Regions from separate parts of the Ovis aries genome. Here region 2 is linked to region 1. The links are chromatin contacts, called in public Hi-C maps. All regions are on one chromosome and are shown on one strand. Each heading gives the region's core, a stretch centred on a gene start, on an enhancer-like site or on the middle of the called end of the contact. The rest is flanking DNA. Distances are from core to core; before and after follow the strand shown. Region 1 overlaps ZSWIM6 (zinc finger SWIM-type containing 6). Region 2 holds the start of ZSWIM6 (zinc finger SWIM-type containing 6).

Region 1 (6,095 bases), core at 2,557-5,056:
TCCAGGACCAGATGTCTTCACAGGTGAATTCTATCAAATATTTAGAGAAAAGTGAACACCTGTTCTTCTGAAATTCTTCCAAAAAATGGCAGTGAAAGAAACACACTAAAACTCATTCTATGAGGCCGCCATAAACCCATACGAAAACCAGTCACAGATACAGAGATAACACAGAGATGCATGGCTCTGTATGGCCAAATCACTTTGCTGTGTACCTGAGACTAGCCCAGCACTGTGAATCAACTATACTCCGAATATAAAATAAACATTAAAAAAATCCAAATGTCTTTGTATATCTTACAAGAAAAAAAATAGTTTTGTCCTCTTTTATATTGCATTTAATTTGAAGGTTGATGGAAAGCTGTACTTGAGGATGTAATGAGTAAGCTGACTCCCCCCCACCCCTCCGCCAACAAGATGAGACTAATTAAAAACATATTTTGTACATATAAATGATATATCTAAGTAGATTTTTTATAAAAAGCATCCACATTGTTTTTCTTCATAATGGTCCATCTTTTTAGTGGAATATAGTATTTCCTTAGTTTCTTTCATCTTCATATTAATATGAGAATTGTAAACATGTATTTTAATGATATTTATCTTTAACATTCTTCATCACCATTATCATCATATTGGCATTCTCACTTGTTGGAAGGATATTCCAGGTACAGGAAAATATGAGCAGAGTCAGTAGATGTGTTTGAGGAACAGTAGACCCTGCTTGCTTGGGGCCAAAGGGTAGGCTCCTTGAAAGAAGTGAGTGGAAGAGTAGATTAGGGACATAGTGTCAGGAGCTTTAAAGAAATTTCTGTTTGGACTTTATTCTGTGTGTCATTTTTTAATAGAGAAATGGGCTCAGAGTTTAAAATAGTAACTCCATAAATATAATTGTAGCACCACATCTTAGAAGGCTACATAAAATCTTTTACTCGAGTTAGATTTCAGAACTTTAAAAACTATATGTTATGTGCAGTATGTCTATACCACACAGGGAAAATACCTTTTCAAAACTTTTTCTTGATACACGGTTTGTGATCTTGTAACTCAGTGGCAGACCTGTCCTGAGAGGACTGGAACCTCTGACAACTGTGGAATAAATGATGGCCTCATCATATAGAGGGCAGCCTGATGCAGCCTGCATTGGGATCATTGTCTCAGGACTGGGGGCTTCTCCCTGCTTTGGCGGATCTTTATTTTCCGCCTCCTCACTGCCCCCTGCCTCCTGCCCTCTCTTCCTGCATTGACATACTGGTACTTAGAGCCTTGGGTCTGCAGCTCTCTATCATCTGTCATTTTGCTGTCCCTTTAGAGAAGCACATGCCCAACATATTGAGGTTCTTTTCAAAATAGTGGATTCTGCTGCGTTTTCAGCAATTGATGATTATTGCATATTACTGTCTTTTAACATCTCCTTAAAGTTCAAACCATGCGTGTTCTTAATAATATGTTTACTAAGCAATAAACAATTGTTTATCAATATGATTATATAAAAATATAGAAATTTCATAGATATATGGTGTAATAATCATTAACATATAATGGCAAGAAGAGCACAAACTGAAGGACTAGTTCATCCTCACTTGTTACTCATTTTTCTTTAAAGTGTTCTTCAAAGGGAATATTAAAACTCAAGAGTTGGACTTCCCTGGAGGTTCAGTGGTTAAGAATCCATGCTTCCACTGCAGGGGGGCATGGGTTTGATCGCTGGTTGGTAAAGATCCTCATGCTGTGCCACAAGGTCAAATAAAGTGAAATAATAAAACAACTGCATGAACAGTTAAAAAAAATCAAAGTTGTCTCCAGTCAGTGTCAGGATTTTGTTTTAACAATGTTTTCAATGTTTTAAATCTTTCTGGTTATTATCTGATGTCTTTATGAAGAGTAAAAGTGCTTGCCATAATTAGTCAAGAGTGATGTTTCTGAATGGATATTTATTTTCAAAATGTCAGTTACTTGAAATAACATTAGATAGAATTTCAGTATAAGTCTTTACATGTAACATAATAATGTTATGCTTTAATTTATCCCAGAATCCCGGAAAAGGATTTAGTTTGGTTTAAAAATAAATAAAACTCAAATCTGAAATGTATTTATTGAAACTGGATCTTGTTGTCTATACAAAACATACCTTACTTTTTTAGATTTAAAAATGATTACTGATGATAAAGACAGCATAAAAATACTGTGAACCTAACTGACATAAAGTAATTTAGTAAATATAATATGTAAGGGTCAGTCAGTTCAGCCACTCAGTCATGTCAGACTCTTTGGGACCCCATGGACTGTAGCACTCCAGGCTTCCCTGTCCATCACCAACTCCCGGAGCTTACTCAGACTCATGTCCGTTGAGTCTGTGACGCCATCCAACCATTTATCGTCCCCCTCTCCTCCTGCCCAGCATCAGAGTCTTTTCCAATGAGTCAGTTCTTCACATAACGTGGCCAAAGTATTGGAGTTTCAACTTGAGCGTCAGTCCTTCCAATGAATATTCAGGACTGATTTCCTTTAGGATGGACTGGTTGGATCTCCTTGCAGTCTAAGGGACTCTCTCCAGAGTCTTCTACAACACCACAGCTCAAAAGCATAAGGGTAACATTTCAAAACAGTGAGGAAAGATAGATATTCAGTGGATAATGTTGGGACTAGTGGATATCCATCTAGGAAAAAAAAATACAAACTCCAAATATTGCAATGTAAAACAAAACATACAGTATTAGAAACCATAGGATAATTCTTTTAAAAACTACATGGGGGAATGACAGTCTATATCTGATACAATAACCACAGGAGCCCTGAAAGAATAGATTTATAGCCATTCAGCTACATAAAACCCCTAAATTCCTGTATGACAAACCACCAAATTCACCTAGGTGGAAAAAACATTTTTGTGACTCATCACAGACAAAGGGCTAATTTCTTTAATATATAAAATTTGCTTCAAACTCATCATAGACACAAGACTGTTTTTCTAAACATATACCTGTATTTCTAATAGTAGAAAAATTATAAATTGTCAAAATGCTTATATACAGGGTACTGGTATCGATAAATTCTGTAAATTGTGGTGGAATTCCTTGCAGTTCTAAAAAAGAAGCAACAGAGAAAGCTGTTGGGTTTACCATTTAGTTAAAAAGAGGGGAAAATAGAATATATTTGTATTTCTTTATATGTAACTAAACTATTCCTGTGTAAAAATACCAGGATAATAAATCACATTTGTTTTTATGGACCTGGATGGCAGGGGGTCACAGGGTTGGAGGGAGAGTTTTGTCATTGCAAATACCAGTTTGTTCATTTTGTTTGGATTCTTGAAAGTATCATCTCTTGAAAAAATAAATTCTAAGAGACAAATTATGAAGGAAGGATCTTGAAAAAAATTGAACATTTAAATATATTGTTTTAATAAAATGTTTTTGTTTCCTTGCTTGAAAAATAACATTGCTCTAAGCGGTGAAAAGTGAACTGTTCAGAGCGTGCATGTTTAATTAAATTGCCTCTTCAGCAATATAAGAAATAAGTCAGTTGTGATTTGGGACAGAATACATTAAAATCCAGTGGGAGAGCAAGTTTCCGAGTTCGCTTTGAATTTCGCCCAGGAGGAGAAGGGGTTAAAGGTGTGACACAGGTAAAGGAAGGGTTAAAGGCATTATGCAAGCTGTTAAGTAGAAAGGAAGTGCATTACAAAATGCTGAGCTCAGGAGTCTGGCTGCCAGCCAAGCCTTTGCTTTCTTCACTACAGCTGAGGGCTTTCGAAGCTTCCCACCAGTGGGTTTGTCTGAACTGTTTAGGAATGCGGCCGCGGTCGCCAGCTGACGTCAGCGCCGCCAGTTCAGCCGCGGGCCAGCGCCGGGACTGACAGCCCAGGGGCGGGGCTTGCGCGTGACTGACAGGGCAGAGGGCGGGGCGGCGTGTGTGACTGACACAGCAGAGGCCGCGCGAAAGTGTGCGGTTCTTTAATGAATACTATTAAATTTTGGTGACAGATTTTTCCTTGTAAGGTGAAAGAGTTTCCTTTTCCCATCGTCAGGGTTCTGTATTGCTTCAGTTTAAATAGTAAGCATAAGCATGAAATAAAAGATTTATAACATATATCAGACTGTCAAATTTCGTGGACCTTTGCTTTTGTTTCAGAAAGAAACAGTAAAAAATATGGTGATTTTTAGTAGAGAAGGGGCCAGAGAGATGATTTTTGCTGAATATGAGGTTCTTGATTTGTCATAACCTGGAGTTTATTTTATTTCAGATTTGGTAAGAGAAATAAATTGTAAAAACTCTCAAGTGGAATTCTGTAAAACAGAAAATCAAAAAGAAGAAATATTATGTGGAAAACTGCCAGTTGTATTGAATACAAGTCTCTTAAAACCACCTATGGGCATGATAGGTTTGAGTTATTGATGCTGATTCTTCAGCCCTTAAAGAAAAATGTGGGCTTTTTTTTTCCCCCTGGGGACATCTTACAAGGATTTCAAGTTGCCTTCCCTCCCTAATCTCCTGTTTTCATATGGTTTCTTTTATTTTTTAAAATTTGTGCTTTTCTTAACTATTTATTAATTAGATCCTTTTGCTTAGTCATATCCAAGAGTTTGTTAGTCTTCTGGTTCTTAGTTGATGTGAGCCAAGAGTTTGTTAGTCTTCTGGTTCTTAGTTGATGTGAGTCGTAGTCAGAAATGCAAGCTTCCTAGCTTTATGTGTGTGTGTGGAGGGAAATCTGTGGGGCATGAGGGGTGTGGGTGGTGAACATGGAGAGCAATGCAAGTTTATAAACAAGGGTCTAAAAAACGCTGTTAAGCTTCTTGGAAAACGTTTTTACTTGGCCAGTCCAATAAAGGAAGACTATTTGGTGTGGCTACTGAAGTTATCTGTTGTAGTTAATTGACTGGATTTGAGTAGCTGTTTCAGGGACCTCAAATTTATAAGAATATGCTATTGTGACTTTCAATAGAGGAGGTTTTAGTCGTTCATGAAAGGAAGCCTTCTGCTTATTTTTCCATCTTCTTGAAAAGTTTCTGCCTGATCTTAATCATTTCTTTAGACATATGGTAGCACTCACCTTCTGGAGTCAGTCACTGAAATTACACCTATGTGCAGCAGCCCAGCTAAGGTGAAGTCAACCTACAGGAAGAAACAAAGCAACAAAAAGTCAGGATGTTCTTTGGCAAAAGATGACAGATTCAGGCCTAAATTGTCAGTCCTATAGAATTTAAGAGTGTTCCAAGTTTATAAATAGTAAGGGAATGGCAGCCCACTCCAGTGTTCTTGCCTGGAGAATCCCATGGACAGAGGAGCCTGGCAGGCTACTACAGTCATGGGGTTGCAAAGAGTCGGACATGACTGAGAGACTAACAGAAAACATCATAAGTGATGTATTTTCTTTTTAAAGCATTAGGCTAGACTTTAAGAACTTGAATTTTCTCCTTAGATATCTTTGGTGATAATACATTTCATGCAAAATAGTAATAAAAGTATAAAGAACTATGAGTTATTCTGTTATATTGGATCCAGATATTAAGGTTATTTCATTTAACATGAAATATCCAACAGGAATATTTAGTATATTAAACATTGAATTAGGAAAGAGGTTATGAAATCCTGCTTAGTCAGCAATTATATGACTGCCCACTCACTTTTGACCTCACTGTATCTTGGTTTCTCCACGGAGAAATGCTTTTAATTAGTTCTCCCACAAAACATGAAAATCTTCTGAGTAATGATACAGCGTGATTGGGCTCCCTAGGAGGAGTAACGCAGGCAGAAGAAAACACCACCTGGTGTACTCACTGGTCTTTTTCACCTACCTGCTGTGTAAAGCAACCCGGTACTACCCATGTGAAGTCCTCATGGTCTCTCCGTTGTGCTCTGGGAGTAAAGCTATAAGTGATTTGAGTATGGATTTAAAATTAGAGTTTCCTTTCCTTGTTTTTGCAAAAATAGATGTCTTATAAAATAAAACCTCTTCAAATACAGAGTAAATGCTTAGGTCTTGTTATTTGAGTCTATATTTGGACTATGTAGAAGGAAAGTATGACTTAATGAATCATCTGCTTTTTAGACTCTGTTAATCTCAACTGAGGTGAGAACATTTTAGCTTATAA
Region 2 (6,095 bases), core at 1,836-4,335, 73 kb before region 1:
TAGTACATGGCAGGGAGTCATTTAAAGGGACTTGAGCAGGAGAGTGATACCATCAGAATTATACTTTAGGAAGCATAACAGCTGGGTGGAGGAGGATTTGCATGAGGAAAGGTTATACAGACACACTAGTGAGGAGGCTGTGTGGAGTGAAGAGGAGGAATAAGTGACTAAGCGAGAGGGGCTGGGAGAGATAACTCAGCAAGTAAACCTATATGAGTTGCCGGCAAAGAGGAAAAACTCTTGGCAGCCTATGGACAGGTGGCAACTGTAATAACAGTCTAGGGGAAGAGAGCCTGGTTTCCAGGGAAATGTGGTACCTTGGGTTTGAGGTGGCGATGGAAAAGGAAGTTGACCACCAGTAAGAAGTGAGCTGAAGCAGAGACCATGGTTGGGAGTTGCAAACAGTGGAAGCTCTCCAAGGTGTGGGCCACTAAACATAGAGAAGAGGCCCCTCCTAGGCTGTAGGGCAGGGTGCACATTAAAGTTTGGAGGAAGAGAAACCCCAAAACAAGGCAGAGAAAGACAAGTTGGAGACATTGTAGGATCAGGAGAGTGTCAGGGAACCAGAGGAAGGAGGACAGTTCAAGAGCAGGAGAGTTGGTCTCAGTTAAGAGACTACAAAGGGGGGAAGCTGAGCTGGTGGCTCTGGACTCACCTTTGAACAGAGTTAAATGAAATTCCTCCCATGTAGGACAATGCCTGAAATCCAGGCTCGTTGGTTCAATACAAAATCAAGATCTCTAAACGGTAGGCACTTCCAAAGCAGTCCACTTTCTCACTCGGTATGAGTTAATTTCTTCCATTAACACCTGGTAGGTGCCTGAATGAGTCACTTATCCTGTCTGGGGATATGAGCTTTGTCATCTTTGACTTTCCAGTTCTAAGATTCTTTATGTGTATGAAAATCCTTAGTAATCTATACAATATCACACAAGCCTAAGTTCTATCATGGTGGTGTTTGAAGACAGAATGGAAACCACATTTTACTTTTGACTTACTTTTTTCTATCATATATATATATTTAAATTAAATTTAAAATTTTTTTAAAAAAGAAATCCAGAAATAAGAAAAACTGAAGGAAAAACCTTTCCGCCTCCCTTTTGCCCGTAAGATAGTCTTCCAGTTTTCTACCCAGGCCTTTTCCTAAGCATTGAGGAGGTGCCCAGAAAAATACCAGATGGATATACAAAAACATACTGTCACCAAAATTTTCCTAACAAGTAAGGCAGCTGCGGAAAGTCGGCCAGCATCAGGTCCCCCAGGGACCTGCAGCCTGGGGCTTGGTGGGGCCCGAAGAGGGGAAGAGCCAAGACCTGGATGGATGGAGCTCGAGGTTTCCCGGGCCTCGGCCCTGAGTGGGCGATTTTCTTGAAAACTCGGGAGCGCTCTTCTCTTTTTAAATCCAACAAGGCAGGCATGTGGGTATCAGCCAATAACCTTAAAAGATGCGAACGTGTCAAAGGAGATACGGTTTATCTTCTAAAATAGCCACAGTATCAGTGACACGGTTTACAGGAAAAACAGAAGGCAGGGCAAAGAGTAGGGATGTCTCTAACGTGGTAATTAAGGCTGTGTTTTGGACCCACATTCGACCGAGCCCTGGAGAGTACGAAGAACAATGTCTGCAGCGTTCCTGGCTCACAGGGGACTCGCTTCTTTGCCTTCGCCGGCGCCCCGGCCCCAGCAAGCTGCGCTCTGCGCCCGCCCGCCCCCACGCAGCCTTACCCCAGGAGGATGGGGCGGTCGGGCGCCGCCACGGCGGCAGAGAGCCCGGCGTGCGTCCCGAGCGCCAGGGCTCCCTGCAGCCCGGGGTCGAGGCTGGCCGTGGACTCAAAGGTGCACCGAGTGCGCTCCCAGCGACCATCCGCCGCCGAGCGGCCGGGGCGCGCCGTCTGCAGCCGGCTGGACTGTGCGCGCGCGCCTGTAGGGTGTGTGCGCGCGCGCCCGTGTCGTGTGTACTCACAAAGGTGTGTTTGCTAAATCCACTACCCGGGTGTGCCTTCCACCTCGAGCCGGAGCACGCCCGGGCCTGGAGCGGGGTCCCGGTAGAGAGGCCGTGGAGCCGGCATCCCCGCCCGCGGGGCTGAGGCGCACGAGGGCGGGGCGGCTGCGGCCAGCTCGAGACGCGCGTCGCACAGCTGCGGGACAGGTTCCGAGCGCTCTGCGCGTTTTCGGACACTTTGGCAAGCTTGGAAGCCGAGACTGAGCGGAAGCTGAGACTCGCTCGGGGTAGAGCGTGCTGCAGACAAGAGGAGCAGCGGAGCTGGTGCTCTTCTCCGCCTTGGTCTGCAAAAGTGAAATGGAAAACAGCCGACTACCGCAGCCTCCTCCCTCTTCTCCGGCGCCGCAGCCCGGGCTGGGGGTGGGGGGAGTTCCTCTGGGCTGACTGGAGGGGAAGCAGGCGGCCTCAGCCGCACCTCCTCCGCCTTCCTTACCACCCCAGTCCCCCGGGTTCCACGCCGCATTTCTTTGTTTTGAAAGCGCCTCCTCCGCCCAGAGGCTTTTCCCCCGGCGGGCCGGCTCTGGCGGGGGTGGGGGTGGGGCCTCAACTCAGGGTCCCGCCCCCCACTTACCAGGACCCCTTTCCCGTGCTCACCTCCCATCTACTCTTCCCTCCCCGCAGCGACCCACGAGGCGCGTCCACACTTGCGGGACATCAAAGGGAAGCAGGGAATTGGAGGGGGAAGTTGAGCAGGCAGGGGGCGCGGAGACCCATGCACCCTAGGCCATGCCTGGCAGCCCGCCCCCTCCCCCGGGAACCCCGCCTGAGCCCCGCCCCCCGCGTCACAGCAGCCTGACATTCTCACAGCCCATCGGGCACCCAACCCCACCGCCCCCGCTACCCCCGTGTCCGCCGAGTGCTCTATTTATGTTTCAGCTCAGCGATTTGCATAGGCCCCGCCCTTGGCCCTAGGTCCCCCTATCGGTGCCCCGCCTCGGCCGCGACGTCACGGCGAAGGCCCCACCTCTTGTGCCCGTACAAGGAGCGGCGGGCCCTAGATGGCAGCGTGGCGTCGCGGCGGCGTGTGCGTGTCGCGCTTCCTTGTGCCGTTTATAGGGTCCCGGCACTTCCGCTGTCGGGTTAGAAGCGGCGCGGTCATGGCGGAGCGCGGACAGCAGCCTCCTCCCGCGAAACGGCTCTGCTGCCGGCCGGGCGGCGGCGGCGGCGGCGGCGGCGGCGGGGCCAGCAGCGGCGGCGGAGGAGCGGGTGGCGGTTATAGCTCTGCCTGTCGGCCGGGCCCGCGGGCGGGCGGCGCGGCGGCAGCGGCGTGCGGAGGCGGCGCAGCACTGGGGCTGCTGCCGCCGGGCAAGACCCAGAGCCCCGAGTCGCTGCTGGACATCGCGGCGCGCAAGGTGGCTGAGAAGTGGCCGTTCCAGCGCGTGGAGGAGCGCTTCGAGCGCATCCCGGAGCCGGTGCAGCGCCGCATCGTCTACTGGTCCTTCCCCCGCAGCGAGCGGGAGATCTGCATGTACTCGTCCTTCAACACCGGCGGCGGCGCCGCGGGCGGCCCCGGCGACGACAGCGGCGGCCCCGGCGGCGCGGGCGGCGGCGCGGGCGGCGCGGGCGGCGGCGGCTCCTCGTCCTCGCCGGCCGCCACCTCGGCCGCCGCCGCCGCTGCCGCCGCCGCCGCCGCCGCTGCCGCCGCCTCCGGGGCCGGGGCCCCGTCGGTGGGGGCCGCCGGGCCGGCGGACGGCGGCGATGAGACACGGCTGCCCTTCCGCCGGGGCATCGCGCTGCTGGAGAGCGGCTGCGTAGACAACGTCCTGCAAGTCGGTGAGTCACGGGGCAGTCGCGGGGTCGTCTCTCCGTCCGTCAGTCCCTGGGGGGGGGGACGCCAGCCCCCTCCCCTCTGAGCAGCCCCTCAGCGCAGCGCGCGCCCGCACCCCGCCCGATGCCCTCACTGGCCGGGACAGTCCTTCTGAACGAAGCGCCCATTTCCTCTCCGCCCCTCCCCGCCCCCTGTCTCCCCGGACGGGCCAGCGCGAGTGGGAAATGAATCAGCAGGACGCGCCCCTCCGCGGGGTCCGCCGGGTGGGTGTCGGGTGCCCCCGGCCCGCTCCGTTCCCCGCCCTTCTCCCGGGGAGCACGTCCTGGAGAGCTGCTGACCCGTGTTGGGGGGAGAATGTGGACAAAGGCGCGGGCGGCCGGCCGGGCTCCGGCGGAGGGTGTCTGTGGTGGGGCCGTGCGGGGCGGGGGAGGGGGCGCGGGCCGCACAGACAATGCCGGCCGGGGCCGAGCCGGCGGCCGGGCCGCGCTCTGCGCTCTGCCTCGTCTCTCCCCTAGCCTGTCACTCGCCGGTCTTTCTCCTCTGCACCCCCCTCCCCGCCCCCTCCATTTGAGGGGAGGGAAATACATTTTAATGCCACTCGGCGGCCGCTCCTCAGGGCTTCGACGGGCTGGCGGCCGCGGCGTTCCGGGGGGCCGGGAGAGTCGCTGCGGCGTCTGGGCTGGCCCGGGCGAGCTCCGCCGGCCGCCCCGGGATTTAAATGTCCTTCCTTCCGCTCCTCTCCGTCTCGGGGTGCGCGGGCGTCAGGCTGGACCCCTTTCCTGAGGGACCTCTCCTCCCGAGGACGCCCGCGAATCAAAGGGTGCGAGCCCGTGGCAGCTGGCTCTTCCCCCTACCGGGGGACCGCGGCGTGCCCGGGGCTCCCGCCGGCGGAGTTCGGTTTGCACCGGGGAGGGGGCCGGGTAGGGCTGCGTGCGAGCCGCGGGGAGCTGTGGCCGGCGGCGGCCGGAGCGCGAGGCGGAGGGGCTTGGCGTCGGCTCCCGCGTCCCTCCCGGCGCGGCCGCCTGGCAGTCGGGCACGACCCCGCACTTTGTTCTCGTTTTCAGGCTTATTTGTGCCCCTTTCAGTTTTCTGTCACCCTCCGAAAAGGGGAAACCAAACAAAAGAGTCTCTTTATTTCTTTTCAGGGCTTGTAAAGTAGAAGATATTTGACAAAGGCGAGAGAAGGACTTAAAGCTGCACAGCCCTTCTTTCTCTGACAGACCATGAGAGTTTTCTCAAATACCGAGTTTTAAAAGCTTTCTCTGTGTTCCCCGCTCCCCCCACCCTCCAATGTGTCTTTCTGGTCAGATTTTTTTTTTTTTTTCCAGCTGTAGTGCTGGGGATGTTTGAGCTAGACGGAAAAGAACAATGCTGTAGTGAAACTCCCCTTTCCTCGTATTTTTCTCCTGATTGCAAAACGGGCGTATTTTTTCTACCCCCCTCTTATAGTGCTGTCTATTTAAATTGTGGTGGTGAACGCTGTTCCTAATGAATGGGGAGAGATTTGGCAGCATGACTGTCTCTGATTTTTAATTTAATCTTCTCTTTCCGTAGTCAGTTCCTTTTATCCTTCTCTTTGGGAGTCGGGTAGGGGTCTGGGTGGGGCCCCAAGAGAGAATTATAATCCTGTCTGGTTAATTTGAATTCAAATGCAATCTGGGAACGTGATTTTTCTGCATGGTCATTTATTTCTAAAGGCCGTCCCCAGTGTTGCCTTTTCTAGGTTAGACACCCTTTCCTTATGTCTGGAGGGGGGTTTAACTTCTGAGGCTATCCATCTATCCTTTAAAAAAAAATCTATTTAACATTCTTTCAAGTTATACCCCTCCTCCCCTTGTTTCCTGCCTGGTTGAAATGGATTGAAGCACATCCATGGTATCTCAGTATAACAAACTAGTTTGTGAGTTTTTATGGCTTGGCTGGCAATGCTGAGTTTTTTTTTCCCCCTTCTGTGCTTGACTCTGCTTGCAAGCAATGAGGAATGACAGGAGAGCGCACAGGGAGGGTTTCTTGGCTGATTGCATTTAAGCCAGGAATTCACTGTGAAAATAAAGCCAAGGGACGATAAATAAAAGATGCAATCTTCTCTAGGAGACAGACACACAGCGTGGGCCTTGCCTGCTTTCATTGGTGAAGAGGCCTGGGTGAGTTGTAAAAGAAAATAGTAACTTTCTGAATAGTCCCCAGAGGGGAAGGAGGCCACTGAATGGAGTTGGCAGTGGTTGATGTGAAGCAGGATGATGCTTCTCATATAGCTTGAAGAGTTGACCACCCCTTTGGAAACACTTACATACGTGCTAAACAAGTGCTGTACAAATGGTGGAA

The links. A called contact is a pair of places that touch in the nucleus more often than the background predicts.
Region 2: a contact with region 1 is called in a Hi-C map of hypothalamus, with 2.5 times the contacts expected there. The contact joins the promoter of ZSWIM6 here to the enhancer-like site in region 1. A contact is called at or near these places in 3 of 16 Hi-C or Micro-C datasets (blood, hypothalamus and skin fibroblasts).

Annotation. Positions count from the first base shown.
Region 1 is chr16:18,134,057-18,140,151 of ARS-UI_Ramb_v3.0, reverse strand. The region is part of intron 1 of ZSWIM6 (zinc finger SWIM-type containing 6); the gene reads left to right. Among named protein-coding and RNA genes, the nearest start is that of ZSWIM6, 72 kb to the left of the region's middle. Within about 2 kb of position 3,806, at least 14 of the 54 cell types and tissues checked have an H3K27ac peak or open chromatin away from gene starts, as enhancers often do. A contact at or near this core is called in hypothalamus, where this site is marked.
Region 2 is chr16:18,206,243-18,212,337 of ARS-UI_Ramb_v3.0, reverse strand. ZSWIM6 (zinc finger SWIM-type containing 6) reads left to right here and starts at 3,085. Exons shown (of 14, transcript XM_015101288.3): 1 at 3,085-3,775. The coding sequence starts at 3,100. It overlaps LOC132657946 (a long non-coding RNA gene), which reads right to left and starts at 2,841. Exons shown (of 3, transcript XR_009596761.1): 1 at 1-2,841.